Linked DNA regions of Astyanax mexicanus: region 1 is linked to region 2. The links are chromatin contacts, called in public Hi-C maps. All regions are on one chromosome and are shown on one strand. The core of a region is the stretch at or near the end of the contact, and the rest is flanking DNA. Distances in the headings are between cores, read along the strand shown.

Evidence for each region. A called contact is a pair of places that touch in the nucleus more often than the background predicts.
Region 1: a Hi-C map of muscle shows a contact between it and region 2, with 9 times the contacts expected there. The contact joins the promoter of serf2a here to the promoter of pex11a in region 2. A contact is called at or near these places in 2 of 3 Hi-C or Micro-C datasets (both in muscle).

The regions. Positions count from the first base shown.
Region 1 is chr9:28,493,063-28,498,880 of AstMex3_surface, forward strand. serf2a (small EDRK-rich factor 2a) reads left to right here and starts at 1,302. Exons shown (of 3, transcript XM_007254484.4): 1 at 1,302-1,438; 2 at 2,870-2,978; 3 at 3,719-4,156. The coding sequence starts at 1,432. The coding sequence ends at 3,785. zgc:162879 (ras and EF-hand domain-containing protein) reads right to left here. Exons shown (of 18, transcript XM_022679784.2): 18 at 5,479-5,818.
Region 2 is chr9:28,356,309-28,361,947 of AstMex3_surface, forward strand. It overlaps pex11a (peroxisomal biogenesis factor 11 alpha), which reads left to right and starts at 2,608. Exons shown (of 3, transcript XM_007254477.4): 1 at 2,608-3,155; 2 at 3,913-4,028; 3 at 4,803-5,639. The coding sequence starts at 3,100. The coding sequence ends at 5,371.

The DNA of each region.
Region 1 (5,818 bases), core at 52-2,551, 140 kb after region 2:
CAATATCGTGTAGAACCTAACCCCATGTCAATACCTATTGATTTATAATAGGATGTAATAAAAGCTTTGGTAGGTGTAATGTATAGTGTTGCAATTCTTCTGTTTTGTATATAATGTGAGTCAAACCTTTTATTAGTTAGTTGGCCTTGGACTTTTAGCCTCTAACTGTTTTAAAAACAGCCATGTTTTAAAACAGAAAATAACACATTTAAATCCTGAATAACAACTCAGGAAGATTTCAGAAACCAATATTTGGTGAAGGTTTCGTGTGTCTTGGCATGCTTTCCACCACCAGTCTTGCACACTGCTTTTGGGTCCCCAACTTTGATGGCTTGTAACCGTCTGGCTTCCTCTTGATTACATTAAAATACATTAAGGTATTTTTGGAATTTGGGAGAAAAGTCAGTAGTTTATGTTCATTTTACTCAAACATATACCAATAAATAGTACAAAAAATATATATTTTTAAAAGAGATAGATAGATCACATATAACAGTGTAAATAAATTTAACAAAACCAGTGAAAGAGTCACACCTGTAAGCTTAACTCAACTTGTCATTTTGTTTTAGCCATATCATGAGTCAGACATTTTATTAGTCAATTGCTTTGGACTTTGGCCTATAGCTTAGAAAATAAATAAATAAATAAATATTGTGTAACACTGTGATAAATTGGTGTCAGCATTTATAATTTCTCTCTTTCACCACAGAATTTAAAAATGAGTCGGAACATTCAAATATACAAAAATCTCAAACGAATTAAATGTATTATATTGTCTATTTTATTTTCAACCTCTTTAGAACATTCTAGAGAGCAACCAAACCACGCCGTGATCCCATAGGCTGCACACGACCAGCTGGTAGTTCATACTGATGTCTGACTGTCTGACTCAGGAGCGAATCGTTTTTCAAATGATTCTGAGAATTAACTTATTTAGACTCACTTTGCAAGTCCGACTGAATATTTACTGAAGGAACAAAGTTTATTGACTTTTATTGTACTAAAAACTTTAATAAGTGATAATAATCAGACTCAATATCAATTACTGAACCAAATACATACATAAAGATTTATGGACATAAGAATCACAATCAATTGTTGAATCAATGAATTGCTAAAGAAGATAATCGGTCTAGTGAACTGATTTGAACTTCACAGTACAGATTCAGACCCGATTCAGAGGAACAACCTAACGGACCAATCAGAGTTCTTCCAGCACAGTCGCCGTCCAATGAGAGCAGGTTTTGCAGTGACGTTGACGTGTTTGATCCAATCACGTTTGGCATTTCTTGCATATTTGACGCTAGGGGCTGCTGCGTTGTCAGTCCCTAGAAGAGACGAGCGACTGGAAAGCGAACGGTTCTCGGTGGGGAGAAGAAAAGAAAGCGGCCCTTTGGGTGAGCTTATCTGGAAACGAGAGGAAGCGATACAATGACGAGTAAGTTCGGGCTGTGAAGGAAGCGCTGTGTGAACCGAGCGGGGCTCGTGTTTTAGGGCTGTTTTGTGTTCTGAGTGAAGTCCGAGAGCGGCCTGCGGGGTATACGCGGCCTGCTGCTGCTGACGGGCTGTAACAACATAGCCTAGCCTAGCCTAGCTTAGCGTAGCCTAGCTGTGTTTACCAGTGATTTATCTTGAAAGAATATAGTGAGCGACTGCAGGGAGATGGTGAATTCGATGAATAAGAGCAGTCTGATTGTGTACAGTGACAGTAGCGGATGTGTGAAGGGCGTAGACCCGCAGGATTGTGATGTTTTGGTGATTTATCTTCCGTCAGTTCAGTACAAAGTACGTGGTGACGTGTTCTCCAGCGAGCTAGCAGTGGAACTAGCTAACGTTAACTATCTTTAGCTAAATTTGTTTTTTTTGGCTATAGCGCGGAGACGCCCAGTGTATTCACTGTGAATTAGCTTCCTAGCTAGACGATAACTAGGTTAACTAACCTACCATGTAAATTAGTGTTTAAATCATCAAATTTACGACTATGAAAATCCTGCGGTTTCTCCTGTGGTGGAGTTTAATGCTCTGTAAAAACTAAGTTATTTGTTTGGGCTCTGAAGTTTAACCCTCTATGGCAACAAACACAATGTTTGGTTTTAACGTTACATCTCCATATTTATTTTCATAGCTACTTACTTAACCCTCTTAGCTAACTAAGATTACTTAGTTAAGTTATTAAGTTACTAAGATTGTATTTATTATAATGTTACATGGCATGTCTGCGTCAAATACAATGAGGTGTGCAAGTTGGTCATAAATAAAAATATGTAAATCTTCAGTAATATGTATAGAAGTATATTTGGCGGTTTGTATTCTTATTATATTCTTACTGTCAAATTGTGCTACTTTCTCAAACCGTGCTACCCTAGTGTATTTGCAACTGTAAAAATAAGAAACAAGCACCATGATAGAGTATGTTCCCAGTAAAAATTCCAGTAGATGTAGCCATTGTAGAGTCAGTATATTTGGATAGTATAAACCACAAACTGGTTTTTTTTTTTTCAATAATATTTATTATTAATTTAGTTTACACTGTTGTGCAATAATTGAGACCGGGTTGTTTAATGCACAAAAATCAGAAAACACGAGAAATAATTATAAAGTTTAGGTCAGCGCGTACGCAGTGCCTTTTAGGAAGCACGTATCGATGGGTAGCATAACTCGACAGAACACTACCTCGCATGTTTTTTTTAGGGGGGCTTCCTTGCTCTAAACCACCTGATTCAATCCAATCTTCCCGAAAAACATTATTCATGCCATAGAGGGTTAACCCTTTAAACCTAGCGAAGCTGGAACATAGACCTTTTGTCAGTAAATTAGCAAACGCTTGCTACCTCTGATGTTTATATTGAGCTCCTATATTATATTTTAGGGGGAAATCAGCGTGAGCTTGCCCGCCAGAAAAATGCCAAAAAGCAAACTGACCAGTCCAAGGGCAAAAGAAATGAGGATGGTTTGTCTGCTGCTGCCAGGAAGCAGAGGTACAGTAACATTACGTAACATGTAGCTACCAACTTCAACTCCTGTTAAGTTCACAAGGGAACTTAATTAGTTAACCATACAAAAACGATTTTACAACTAGTTTATCCAGCAGAAGTGTTACAAAGACTCAGTGTGTATCTAGCTGGGTGGTGATGGTGAAGAAAGTTCTAGAAAATTATGTCTTCTCAAGTGTATTTATATTTTAATTCATTTCTTCAAATATTTTTGTATTTTATTTTGACATTTAATGTTTAAAGACAGGCCGGTGTTAATAATCAATTTTTTGGACAAAATATTTGCCCAAGAAATAAGTGAAATACACACAATTGTTGGTGTCAAGACCATGACAATGACAATAGAGTAATTTAACATACTCAAATTTGCATATTATTGAAATTGAAAAGATGAATATTTATACATTGAAACTGTGGTATAAATTACTCTTACTCTTGTTGACAGTAAGACCAATGTATACTATATAGCATGTGTGTTAATGCAAAAACATTATACTGATTTCTGTCACTGTAATTGGCAAAATCCGTTTAGGTATTTTGGCCCAGTGAGGGATTTTTATATGAATGAAATGAAGTGCATCAAACCAACTATTAAAAACCGGTCATTAAGACATTATATTCATATAGGAAGGTTGTTTAGTGGCTAACACTACATTCAGTGTTTTTTCTGCTTGACTAATTTATTTGCTTCTTATTAATTTTCCTCTTCCTCTTTCATTTTCTAGGGATGCTGAGATAATGCAACAGAAACAAAAGAAGTCCAATGAAAAATCTGACACAAAATCCAAGTAGCCTCCGAAGAACCAGAAGGAAGCCCTTCATACAAATATGATCCTCCAGTAAATGTTGTCATTGGTGTTATTAGGCTCCATTGGGATTCTTTTTTTGTGTTCTAGTTTCCAGCCTACAAAATGTTTATGTATGCTTTCTTTCAGGACATTTTATATTGTATAGCTTTAGAAAGACGAATCATTTCGAATGAGAATTGGGTTCTTTGCTTCTCCGCAGCGTGCAAGTCTCACTTTTCTTGATCAGTATTTACAATGTAAAAAAAGCAAGAATTACAGACTGCTCAGAACCACAATCTTGTATTTTTTATACCCCATCCCCCTTCACCTTTACTCAAAGTTACTGAATAAATTTTAGCTCTTAAGCTCAGACAAGTTTGTTTTTGGTTTTTGAGTATACGGTATACTGTTAGTGATACAAAGATGTCAGCTTGAGACACATTTGGATGCCAGTTAAACCTGTTTGGTGCTTCTTCTAAATGGAAACTTTGTTTATCCTCTTTGAACTCAGTATGAGTGGTTGAATAATGTGGCCTGCAGTGCTATATAGAATTATGAATTGGGTATTGATATCTGTAGATAAACTTGTTCGGATGGTGTTTTTTTTTTTTAATCTAAACCTGTGGTTCTGCAGATTAGCCCTTGCACAAATCTTTCAAAATTAATTTTACAATGAGCACATAATTAAAATGTAACTGTAGTGTTGACAGAATGGTTAAAGGTCTGGCATGCTTAAGGCTGTAATTACTTACTGGTATTTGATTATGGTCAATTTGTGTTTTGAACACTTACCACTACTGTGATTAACTGTCTAGTTTCAACTACATAAACCAGGTTCCTTCAGTGTTTCTACTAAAAACACCCTGTCTTACACATTTGTTGTCTAACACCACACAATTCTACCAATCAGCTCATTAACAGGCCCCTTCAGCCTGTCGGGGTGTGTTAAAGCAGGGAAAACCACAACTGTCCCCAGAAATGTAAAAATTAAGTTTACTTTGCTAGTCTAGGTGATGGTTAGTGCACTTCATTTGTATCTGCTGGGAATCTGGCAGTTAAATACATTATGGAGCACATGCACACTTTCCATGTGGAACTTTTCTAGGAAGGGAAGGTGTTATTTACTGTAAACAGAAACTTCTATGCAAACATTGTCCCGGAGTCCCTGCAAGAACAACCCAGCTTAAGGCCAAGTTTTACTTGTGGCTGTTAAAGGTTAAAGGTGGTTAAAATGCTGGCCCAGGTGACATCATAACCTATGCTGAGAAGCATGAGTTCAATTATACTGCTATAGCTTAGTTAATAGGGTTAGGCCAGTAGAGAAACATGCACTATGTTAGTCAACCAATTTTTGGGGATTTTTATCCAAACAAATGGGATAAAAATCTAAATATTTTAAATACTTTTAAGATTATGCTTTCCTGCAGGTTTTCATTGCAGCCAATCCCACATCACCATTTGTATTGCCATCTGATTAAACAAGTGGAATCAGGTGTTCTGCTGATTGTTAAAAATGAAAGTCTATAGTTAGACTGGTCCAGTGTGGACAGGTTTAATTCCAAAGCACTACACAATGAACCATAGTTAGTATTTACTCCAGGACCAGCAGTATAAATCACTGCTCTATAAAACTACTGACCATTATCAGTGATGGCATCAGTGCGTTACTGACAAAGGTTTGAGAGAAGTCAACAAGATTGAGCAAAATAGATTTTATTTAATATCCAAAACCAAATTCTTTATACAAAAAGTCGTTTGGTACATTTAAAATATAAAAACAGAACACTCCAATAAATACTGACCCCATCCAAGTGAAGGTGGAATTTGATCTTTTCTTATACATATATACACACATGATCAGTGACAAAGACCCTGTGAAATAAACCATAGTGCTTAATATTTTTAAAACATTTTCTTTAAAAATATAAAATCACAAAGCACTGATCATTAAATAGCATTAAAAATATTAAACTCTGCCCATCTGTGGCTAGGACAATAACAGCTAATATACATAATATGTCTATATTAATATAGCAT
Region 2 (5,639 bases), core at 1,358-3,857:
ATTAACCAGCTGCTTATTTGATTTTTCTGTTCCAAGTTAAGTAGTGAAGGAGTGAAATTCAAACTCTACAACTTGTTTTATTTCCATCATTTAAAGCATGTACTTGCAGAAAATGAGAAATGGCTGAAATAACAAACAAGATGCAGAGCTTTCAGACCTCAAATAATGCAAAGGAAATAAAAGTTCATATTCATAAAGTTTTAAGAGATCAGAATTCAATATTCGGTGGAATAACCCTGGTTTTTAATCACAGTTTTCATCTTGGCATGTTCTCCACCACCAGTCTTACACACTGCTTTTGGATAACTTTATGCCACTCCTGGTGCAAATATTCAAGCAGTTCAGCTTGGATTCACGGCTTGTGATCATCCATCTTCCTCTTGATTATATTCCAGAGGCTTTCAATTTGGTAAAATCAAAGAAACTCATCATTTTTAAGTGGTCTCTTATTTTTTCCAGACCTGTATAGCGTAAATCTGGAACAGAAAACTAAATCTGTGGCAATTTTTAAACCAGTACACTGTGAGAAGCATTTTAGAGACAGGGTGTGGATGTGATGGGTGATTCCTGCTGTATCATTTTAACTACATTTAACTTATTTTTATATCAGCCTCAAAAATTTCCATCAAACATTTTTGAGGCATGAGGGCCCTTTATTAGAATCTTGCCTATGGCCTCAGAGAAGCATTTAAATATGTAATGTTCTGATATTTATCAAATAATCTGTTGTGTTTGGGCATTTCTGGTGACAGAGCTGAGTGTGAACTGAGTGAGCAGCCGTTAAAGACCACTACTGAATTTCTGTTCACAGTTTATGATGTTGATTATGTCAATTAATCGTTGCAGGCCTAGTGTACCAGAGGTACATCACAGAAGGCATTATCACCCACAGTGGACAGTGTAGTGGGAGGTAATAACTGTGATTCTGGCAGATCCATCTCATCATATGCCCAATCAATGCAGGAGAGCCCACATACATCTTACAAGTCAAGCTCAGTCAAGTATTATTTAGCTTCTATAGGAGGTGGCAAAAGTCATGGGACACAATGCCAATTTCTGGCTTGTGTCTGTTGGCATGTCAGTACACACTGTACATCCCTACAGATGTGTTCTTTTTGAGAGTTCATATAGTCTTCCATTTTCAGATTTATTATGCATGTAATTTATGATGCCTCTTGCAGAAGCACCCACCTAGAATCCAATTTTCTGGCCATCAAACTGAAGGTTGCTGGGCCATGAAGATCAATTAAACCTTTCACAGACGTCGCCACGATCATCTGATGTTTCCAGAATTCATTTTCCCCATCATGCTGACAGGCAGTGTGCTTCCTGGGATACACTGCCTCAAGCTGTTTACATTCTGCTGCTGGTCTCACTGGCATTTTCAAGACCTAGCCCTCTGCATTCATAAAGCTTCTCGAAGTAGGACTGCTGATCCATAATCCAATGCTCCCAATCTGAAAAGCTTTATTAACATAGGCCCTGGGCTATAAAACAGTGTCTTTTATACAGCTGAAATACACACAAATCTCAGGCCTCAGTGGTAGAGATGGACAATATGATGATATTGTATCGTATTGTGATCAATTTTCATCTAAATTAATGACATTTAAGTGATATTTCATATTCAGATTGGTTTATGCTTTATTTTGTAAGCAAAACTATCTTTTTTGTAAGCTGGTAGCTACAGTATGTTTTTGGGGAATGGACAGCCAAGCAAACTACTAGCAAACAGTAGCAACTGTTTGTCAGATAGGAAATAATAATAGGAAAATATTACTGTAAATTGTATACAAAGGCTCGTAGACTGTCTATTTAGGCCAAACCATTGACATTATGAAATGATGATTAAACGTATAATATGCATTTCTCAAAAAGCTGAAAGGAGAAGCTCTATTATTTTTCACTAGCTGGTATTTAAAATTATTTTAAAAAAATAGAAAAAATGGGATCGAGTTTTAAGAAAGAAATAAAAGTGAATGGTGCCATCTAAAGGCCCGAGCGAGTAAATGCGGCTGGCAAAAAACACCAGAGATTTTTTTTTTATTCGAGATAACGAATTTGATTTAAAAAAACACAGGTGACCCTGCCATCCTTTTAAAATATTGAGTCAGTCATTTTACAACAGGATTTTTTACGCATGTAATTTTTACTCTCATGTCCATTCATAGGCCATACGTGTAGTTAGAAATAATCTGCATTTTACTAATAAACCCATAGTTACTATTGATTATTATTATTATTAATTATTATTATTATAAAGCCATGCTAATTATCAGTTAGTCACTGGGCTAGCGAGTGTCCTCGCATTTAGCGTTAGTTGCCCTAGCAACAAATACAGGAAGTGCCCAAGACCCTTACCGCCGGTTAAAAACGTCCGTCCGGAAACTGAAATTCATACCTAAGGAACTGATAGATTAGATTTAAACTATTAAAACTTAATTTCTATTATTTATCATAAATACAGAAATCACCCAACAAAATACAGCTTTTATAATTATATATATAAATATGATTAACTGAATGTGTGTGTTTGCAGAACGAAATCAAATAAAAGAGCTAACTTATTTAAAAAAAATGTCTTATTCCTTTAGGATTCAGCCTGTGGTTAAATAAACTGAGTGTAGAGCCGGGGTGAGGGTGAACTGGTGTAAAGGTTATCTTACTGGGGGATCTCTCTGTTATCTTTATGGCTGTGGAGACGCAGGTAGCGGCGTGGTAAATCAGGCGAGCTGGAACCCGGTGTGTGTTTGTTCCGGTGTTTCTCGGCGAGCTGCGTGAACTTTCACCAGATTTGGAGCTGCGGTAAAACTCAGCGCTGAGAGAAACACTGGGTTAAACCGAACATGGAGCTGTAGGAGAACTTTACACACCAGCTAACTAAATAACCACCAGTCTGCTGCTCCTGGATCAGTTTATACTGCCAGCGAGACGGGAATGAACACACCCCTTTACTAACTTTTACACAGCTAGCTTAGGTTAGCTATTCTGATTCAACTGAGCAGAGCTTTAACCTCCTCTGTTCAATAACCGAGACCACCAGCTCCTGACCCGACTAAAGCTAGTAACGTTACACTCACTGACTGAACCTCTCGAGACATGGAGTCCTTCATCACATTCACCAACCAGAGCCAGGGAAGAGACCGGATCTTCAGGTGAGTTCTGAAACATACTGAATATTACATATTTTACACAGTCCTTTAATCCTCTATGGCATAGTGCTGCCCTCAGGCAAAACAAATGTTTAGTTATTAACTCTTTTTATATACCTTTTATTTATTTACTTAATTACGTATTTACTTACTTATTTACGTATTTACTTACTTTCTTATTTACTTACATTATTTACTTATGTATTTACTTGTTTAGTTTCTTTCTTATTTACTTACTTTCTTATTTACTTGTTTACTTACTTTCCTATTTATGTTTTTGTTTACTTTCTTTCTCATGTAATTAATTATTTTCATATTTATTTGTTTATTTACTTACTTTCTTATTTACTTACTTTCTTATTTACTTACTTTTTTATTTACTTACTTTCTTATTTACTTACTTATTTACTTACTTACTTTCTTACTTTACTTACTTACATATTTACTTACTTTCTTACTTTACTTACTAACTTACTTATTTATTTATAGTTAGGTGTACAAATGTGTCACAAAAATATGTGCAAGAATATGTAAATCAGTTTATTTGTCTGTTTGGATTCTTAATATTTTTTTTTATTCTTGTTGTAAACTTACTAAAACAGTATTTTTTATGTGACTTTGCACAGGAAAACCACGTTGGTTAATCATAAAGAAGGAGTGCTTTTTTTCCCTCCCAAAACAATAATTTGTGCCATAGAGGGTTAATTGTTTTAAATTTTTAATATTGTTTAGTTTATAAAACTTGTTGGCTTGTTTTCAGGGCTACCCAGTATGCCTGTGTGCTGGTAAAGTACCTGCTCCGCAAAGATTCAACTAGAAAAGAGCTGCTGCAGAAACTGCGGAGTCTGGAGTCAAATATGAGCTCCGGACGGAAGCGTAAGTACAGTGCATCAGAAAAAAAAAAACTTCCAACAATAAAGAATTCCAGAACATTCATACCCTGGAGCTCACCTCACAAATGACAGTTTTCTGTATTGCAGTTTTTACTAGTAGAAACTCTCACTTCAGATATTGGATATTAAATCTAATAGTATTATATAGCCAGTACCAGTTAAAAGTCTGGACACACCTTCTCATTCCATGTTTTTATTATTTTTCCTACATTGTAAATTAATTCTGAAGTCAACCAGACAATGAGGGAACACATAAGGAATCATGTATTAACTTAAAAGTGTTAAACAAACCAAAATACTCTCAATTTGCTCTTATCTGGGGTGTTGCTTACTTGCAGTTTCTAAGGCTTGTAACTCTGATTAACTTATCCTCTACAACAGAGGTAACTCTTGGTCTTCCTTTCCTGGGGTGGTCCTGATGAGTGCCAGGTTCATCATAGTGTTTTTGATGGTCACTTGAGGATACTTTCAAAGTTCTTTAAAATGTTTCGGATTGGCTGGCCATCAGTAATTTTTTCTTTACTTAGCTGAGTAAATTCTACTGTTTCTAAAAACTGCAGCGTTTCCACCTGGATGACCAACTTTTCAACTACCTTGACCATCAAAGACCAGCTTAATTCATCCAACAGCAAAAGCTGGTCTTTAGCTTAGTTTTTAAGCTGGCAAATTATGATCCACTGATGATTTAAGTATATTCATGAGATTGCATTTTTCATATATCATGAGAAAAAAAATCCAACTATGTTCTTCTGTTCAGTTTTCAGGCTTGGCAATACCGTGAACTCCATCGATGCAGCCAAGAAAACTCTCTACCTGTCTGACCCTGTGTTGCGTCTTTGCCTCACCGTGGCCAACATTAACCGCGCCCTTTATTTCATCTGTGACAATGTTCTCTGGGCCAGGAGTCTCGGCTTCCTCAAAGGTATCGATAAGGAGCGCTGGAACCTCAATGCCAACCGGTATTACTTCTTTTCTTTAGTGATGAATCTTACTAGGGATGTGTATGTGATCGCCCAGCTGATGGTGCAGAGGTCTCGGGAGAGGCAGTTTCAGCAGAAAGTCAACCAGCACCTCAACGAGAGCCCTGACGTGGCTTGTGTCATTATTCCACAGCTTGATGCGTTTCTGTTTCTGTTAATTGAAAGTCTCAAAAATCACCCAGCTGTAGCACTCGACACGATCAAGAACGCGTGTGATCTTTTCATTCCGCTTGACAAGCTGGGAATTTATCAGACAAATGCAGGAGTCGTAGGGATGTGTGGACTTGTCTCTTCTCTAATAGGTATACTCTCAGTCCTGAAGACCAGTTTAAAAATGAAACCTTAAGGTGAGGAGAGAAATGAGACTGAATTAAAGATTCAGTGTGAGAGTTCTGTTAATAGAGAAATTAGAATCTAGCTGTCAGAATCATGAATAATGAAAGTTTGATTTATAGTTGGAGGAAAATAGCTTTAAGGTACATCACATATGAACAGATTATATATGTGTTAAATAGGTGTGCTCTCTTGTTTACAGGGAATTATTTCATGCAATATTTCTGTTCTTCAAAAGATTAGGATTATTGATTAAGTTTTGAGAGAAGTGTGAATAATGT